Regions from separate parts of the Sus scrofa genome. Here region 2 is linked to region 1. Evidence: chromatin contacts called from public HiChIP or PLAC-seq data. All regions are on one chromosome and are shown on one strand. The core of a region is the stretch at or near the end of the contact, and the rest is flanking DNA. Distances in the headings are between cores, read along the strand shown. Region 1 holds the start of CHD2 (chromodomain-helicase-DNA-binding protein 2). Region 2 holds the start of FAM174B (membrane protein FAM174B).

Region 1 (3,222 bases), core at 335-2,834:
AGGTTTCCTTAGGGTATTCATAAAAGGATTTAAAATTTTGGTGGCAGTAATGTATACAATATATTTTATAAAATAGAATCATTATATTTTTCTTATTCTATACATTTAGGAATTTAGATTAAATGAATCACACCATGCCATAGATAACTTATGTTTGAGTTCTAGGTGAACACTGCAGTTTCATTTATTGATAATCAACTAAAATCAGTTTCAATTACTGTTATGAGATGTGGTAGGCTTTATTTTGACAAACCAAATTAATTGTTGATTATATTTTCCCATTATAGACAGAACAAGTGATAACGTTGGGGTTTTTTTTGATGAGGAAGTGTTCGTCATACTGCGTTTGTGATTAATGTAAAATACCAGGATATGCATGTTGATGATATATAGTACATGTACAGTATTTGTTCTCATTGGCTGATTTGAGGTGTTTGTATAAATCAAAAGTGGAAATTTGGATTTTGATACAAAATTATCTTTTGTAGAAAGTATGGAATTGAAGCTAGGTTTTGGTTATAGATTTTATAATCACCCAGGTGCAAAATTGTTGCTTTTGTTGGGTGTAAATCTAAATTGATTTCTCAATGAGGAGAAGGACATTGTTCTGGCAGATTGTAATGTTGAGTATGGAAAGATGATTTGTTTTTTGAATGTGAGTGTTTTTTTGGGGTGCTTGTTGAGAAAGTGTTGAATAATTTGGTTTTGTCATTTGTAATTTTGTTTCTTCAGATGTTATGGTTTTATTTAGGAGAATTTGCCCTGTGACATTATTTTGATTACTTTCCATCAAAATGACTGGTTATTAATTTATTGTTGTTGAAATGGGTAAATACTTAGAATTTGATTTGAAATACAAGAGAATGGTTGAGATACATGTGTTGGTTTTGGAGGTGGAGTTTTTTGGGTTTGTTTTTTCGTAGTAGTTCCATACTCTTGAATTGTTTTTCCTGAATCATTGTTGTTATGAGAATTTTGGGGGTAAAGTTTATCAGGGTTATATAATGGGTTAAAAGAATTTTGTGAAAGTACAAATGAAAATTGAGATTCTTGAATAAAATCTTGTTGCATTAATTTTTGCCCTAATGCAATTGAACACTAGGGAGGCGCTCTTGAGTTGTACCCCTTCCTTCTTCTTGGGATGGAAAATTCCCTATTAAACTTTGTCCCTAGATCATTTTTAGGCTTCATAAAGAAGGGAGATTTGAATTTAATATATCAAGTTGAGGTTTTGCTTTTGTCCAGGAACCATTTTTACCCTTGGTGGGGTTAGTTTTTAAAAAGATTAGTACTTGAGCTGAGCTTTATTTTCTCTGAGAATTATCCCTCTTTCAAAATGGCTTGATAAAACACCACTTCCTGTCCAGAGAGGAAGTTATTTTAGCTCAAGGACTGAAATATTTAGCAGATCTTTAGACAAAAGGAACAAATTACATTTCTCTCTGGCTTAAAAAGGGTGCTTGAGCCAGAGGGGGTTAAGAAACCCTCCCCTCTCCCTCTGATGGGGTGGTCTGGAGGGGCAGGGAGGGGTGGGGGTAGGGGTCCTTAGGCTCCCTGGGATGGAGGATCTTTCTTTCTTTCTTTTTTTTTTTTTTTTTTTTTTTTTTGGTGGAGATGAAGGGGTGGGTCTATGGTACATCACCTGAGTTGTGGGGTAAATGTAGAGAGTGTCAATCAAAGGCAGAGCTCTCAGAGCTGGGAAGGAGGCTCTAGATGGCGGCTGTGCCTTAGAGAGAGCGCGCTCTGCTCCCTGCCTTCGCTTCACTTTACGCAACTTTCCCTAACTTTCGGGCAGCCTCAGGGGGCCCCCGCAGCCCCCTGCCTCTTCTAGTGACTTACTGGGGTCGATTCGAACCTTTTTTAGGGAGAAAAGCAGCTTTTGGGAGCTTTCTTTTCGTGCCTTGTTGGAAAGAAGCAGCCGTACTGAGAGCCCAGGTCGTTGTTTTTTCCAGCTTAGAAGCCATGGCGCACCTCCATTTTTGTGCGCTCTCCTAATGAGGTTTTTTTTTCTTCCGGACCCGTTTTAATATTAATTGTTCTTTATTTTTCTGAACAGTTAACATATTTGAGGGTTATTTTATTTATTTTTCGTTTTTTAACGGGGAATTTTGTTTTTATTTTTAATTTGGGATCTGATATTTTTCTACTACTAGATAGGACTCTTGCTTTGGACCTACTACATGGATCAGGTAAGTTCATGATCATTAGTGATAATTTTGAAGATTTCTATGTTTAAGTTTGCTTTATATTCTGTAAATATGAGAAATTCCTGGATGACGCAATAAGATACAGAGATTGTTATTTGTATCTAGTGTGTTACTTTGAGAAACTTTCCTTATTGATAGTGATGATTCCCCCTGTTCGGTTTATCCTGTTTTTTTTTTTTTTTTAAAGGAAAAAGCAGAAATGTTTTGTTTTTTGGTGCTTACCGCTGTTGTGTTATAACAATATCGTTACATCGTCAGGACTTTGTTCCTGATAATAAAAACCATCGATAGAAGCTGGGACCTTACCTTTCTTTCAACTTTTGACAGTAAATACCTGGGCACAGGACTTCAAAGCAAACACAGATTTCCCCTCCCCCTTAATATTTAAGAATTAAAAGATGATGAGAAATAAGGACAAAAGCCAAGAGGAGGACAGTTCGCTACACAGCAATGCATCGAGGTATGAGCTATCAACTTTCTTCCTTTTTTTCTTTTTTTTTTGGGGAAACCTCAGCTTACATTGTTTACCTTGACAGACAGGGATAGCTGTCTGTTTTATTTTAAGTATTTTACTAATTTGGATTCGTTTTTTAAAGCGTGACCTTGAGATTGCTAATATGCCACACCCTAATTTTTTGGTAACAATTTATGAAAGTTAAGTTGTGACTTAAGGCCTGTTACAGCAGTCAAAAGGTAAGGTACCTTTATTCAAGGGGGCCTTTCCTGTAAACTACAGTTTTTTTGTCAATAAATTTCAGTTTTTAGGTTTTTGTGCTGTAGGAAAATGACCTTGTCGGTTTAGCCATTGCTGCATTGCACCATTTTACATACAAGGCAAATTTTTTCTTTGAAGAATCTAGGATACCCAAACTTGTAACTGAAGGCCATAGAGGAGCCTTGTGGTAGTAAATTATAGTAAATAGACATTTGAGAAAGTTATATGAATGAAAAAATGTACATTTTAAAATGAAATTGCAAAAAGTACCCTTTGACTGATGCCTCTCAGTTTACATTT
Region 2 (3,222 bases), core at 333-2,832, 74 kb before region 1:
GGCTGTTGCGCAGGTTAAATAAGATACTGCAGGGGCATTTGTCACGACAAATGCTCAAGGACGACAACGCGAAAGGAACGTGGAGCTGCTGGGAAGGCGGGGGATGGCCCGCAAAACAGGAACCGTGGTCCTTGGCTACGTCCCAACTCGCACATCGTCGTTTCCCACCCCCACCCCAGAAACCTGCGGGGGCCAGGGACTGAGGTCAGAATCCACACCTTAAAGGCGAGGCGGGGGCTTCTGTAAGGAAGTCCTGAAACACCGAGCACCGAGTACCTCCACGCTTCTCTACGGGGCTTACTGTTTAAACTGCGTGTAAAGATGCAGGTGACACTCGTTGAACCTCACTGTAAACGTCCACGCCAGGGGAGGGTGCGCTGAGTGCCCCGCCCGTGGCGCGTGCGCTGCGGCGCTCGGGCGGGGGACTGACTGCAGGGCGCGGACGTGCGGCCAGCCGGGAAGGAAATGGCGAGGTCCGGACGGGCCGGGGCTCGGCCGGGGCTCGGCTGCCAGCCGCTAGGGGGCAGCCGGGCGTCTGCGGGCCGCGGCCGGCTGGAACCAGTCCGGCCGGAAGTTGGGGCGGTGCCTTGACTTCCGCAGCGACGCGCCACGTGGTCTGCTGGGGGTCCTGGAGAAAATAACAAGATGGCGGCGAAGGGGCGGGGCCGGTCGGTGTCCTTGAGGCTGCAGGTCCCTTAAAGGGCGGCGTTGGCTGGGCAGGGTAAGATGGGCTGATGGGTTGCCCGGCCGAACCTGGACCCAATAGCAAGGAGCTGCGCGAGATCGGAGTCCTGTTCCTGCGGAGCTCTCTGGCCCGGCCCGCTATGACCGCACCAGCCGCAGGATCAGCACGGCGCATTCCTGTGCAGCCGCCAGTCGGCTTCTCATTCCCGACCCCTTTTGCTTAGTTCCTGCGTTTGCTGTTCTGTGCCAACAAGGACAGCAGAGACGTCTTCCTCGGGCGTTTTCTTTCTGCGGGAGAGATTAGGTGTTGCACTTCGAGTGGGCGAGTCCTACTTCGATCAAAAGGCACTCTCCCCCTTCCAGCAGTTTCCATTACCATTTCCTGTCTTTGTTCAAAGGCCTAGAACTGCTCCCTTTCTGATGGGAAAAAACAACTCGCAAAGATCTGGGCTTTAAGTGGCTTCCCTGCCTTGTCCAAAGTGTTGGAGCTTGTTTGACTTGTACCCAGAAGCTGCTCTGGGACCTCCAAAGTGTTGCAGAGTCTGAGATTGTATTACTTTATATCAACCACCTTAGATGTTTTTTTCAGAAAGATAAATGTAGTTGTGGGTTGTTGCATATTATAAAATGCAGGAAATAAGAGCAAAGTCGAATAGTGTTCCTGGCCTTTCAATAAAGACCTGCAGTTTCGGAGTTCCCCGTCATGGCTCGATGCTTAATGAATCCGACTAGGAACCATGAGGTTGTGGGTTCAATCCCTGGCCTCGTTCAGTGGGTTAAGGATCCAGTGTTGCCATGAGCTGTGGTGTAGGTCACAGACACGGCTGGGATCTGGCGTTGCTGTGGCTACAGCTCTGGTTCAACCCCTAGCCTGGGAACCTCCATATGCTGCGGGTGCGGCCCTAAAAAGACAAAAAAAAAAAAAAAAAAAAAGACCTGCAGTTTCTCTTTTGGATAGGGAGGACCAAGCCCGTGAATCTCTGCTTGGCCAATTGCCCAGGCTTGGTTTTCATTCCTCATCCTGTTTCATTTTACATAAGTTGGACACAGAAGGGCCAGTGTGGGTAAAAATAGTTAACACAGCCATTGGGCTTGTAGAGTATATTTAGAGTAAAGGAGACGTTTGTCCTTGATTTTATTTATAAATGTGTCGTTTTAGGATTCAGATTCTCTCATTCTAATTTGTGAGACTTGGCAAGTCTGAAACGATACGACTGTTTTGTTTCTAAATAGTGGAACTTGACTCTCAAAGGTTTGGGAGGTTAAATAAAATTTTCTGAATGTAGCAGGTCCCCACTACAGTGACAAAGCTGGAGAAGGACATTACTTTATGAAGGAGCCCTTCTGGTTTTGTCCGTCTGGTAGGGATTTTAACACTTGTGCTGTGATCAAAACTGCATTGCTGTTAAGTGCAGACTAGGAACAGTATAATTTGATTGGGAGGGGAGGAAGTGACAAGGCCGCTCAAGATTTTCGTTCTAGGGCTTAAATTCGGATTTTTTTTTTTTTTTTTAACCCAGCAATTTGAGAGAATTTTCCTTCAGCCACTCCTTTTTGTAACCAAGCCTTCAGAGGTTTGTCCAATGTTTGGCTAAAAAAAAAAAAAAAAAAAAAAAAAAAAAAGGAATGAATGGAGTTTGCAAAGAATCCTTTTACCTGGAGGGGTTAGAACCTTCCCTTCCTTGAACGGGAAAGAATGCAGCTACCTTCAGAACATTTTCTCAGAAAGAGCCTGCCTCATTGTGTCCTTATGTTTTGCAGTGATTACCCCCTTCTTTGTCTCCTTTTGTACATATAATTCAGATGGAAACTTGGGCAGCTTTTTCTGCAAATGCCCATCATACAGGAGCACAAGAATTAGCATCCTCAGGCCTTCAACTGTTTGCCTCCAAAATTTCCTTAACACTACCTTACTATTAAAAGGAGAAAATGCTTCATAAATATTTAAATAGTTAATTTCAGCAAATTTGACTTTTTTAAAAAACCAGAGAAGTAGTAAAAAAAAAAAAATTTAAAAGAACCAGCACTCTAGTAATTCTGAGATACTTGTCCTTGTAGGCAGAGATTTAAGTTTTGTTTTGTGGGTTGTTTTTTTTTTTTTTTGATGGCCACACCCTCAGGTGGAATGGGAGTTGCAGCTGCCGGCCGTAGGCCACAGCCACAACTCCAGATCTGACCCTAATCTTCAAGCTATACTACAGCTTGAGGCAACACCAGATCCTTAACCCACTGAGCGAGACCAGGAATCGAACCCACATCCTTGTAGATGCTAGTCAGATTCTTAACCTGATGAACCGCAATGGGAATTCCCATAAGTCTGTTTTGAGGAGATTATGTTTGTACAGTTTGGTACCTTTTTTTTTTTTTTTTTTTTTTAGTTTGGTACCTTTTTCACTTGACTTTAAAAAATATATTGTTTTCTTTCATATTGCTTAAATTATGCTCAACACCAAACAAAAGGTATTGATGAGGAGTTGCCGTTGTGGCTCAGCAGTAACAAACCTGACTAGTATCCATGAGGACATGGGTTTGCTCCCT

What was found. HiChIP or PLAC-seq counts read pairs in DNA pulled down with a chosen protein or histone mark.
Region 2: an H3K27ac HiChIP or PLAC-seq map of skeletal muscle shows a contact between it and region 1, with 2.3 times the contacts expected there. The contact joins the promoter of FAM174B here to the promoter of CHD2 in region 1. A contact is called at or near these places in 3 of 5 promoter capture datasets (fetal liver, fetal skeletal muscle and liver), 37 of 47 Hi-C or Micro-C datasets (adipose tissue, alveolar macrophages, blood and 17 more) and 2 of 2 datasets of contacts at active chromatin or transcription factors (alveolar macrophages and skeletal muscle).

Annotation. Positions count from the first base shown.
Region 1 is chr7:86,106,248-86,109,469 of Sscrofa11.1, reverse strand. CHD2 (chromodomain-helicase-DNA-binding protein 2) reads left to right here and starts at 1,584. Exons shown (of 38, transcript XM_021099370.1): 1 at 1,584-2,189.
Region 2 is chr7:86,180,330-86,183,551 of Sscrofa11.1, reverse strand. FAM174B (membrane protein FAM174B) reads right to left here and starts at 1,582. Exons shown (of 2, transcript XR_002345977.1): 1 at 219-1,582.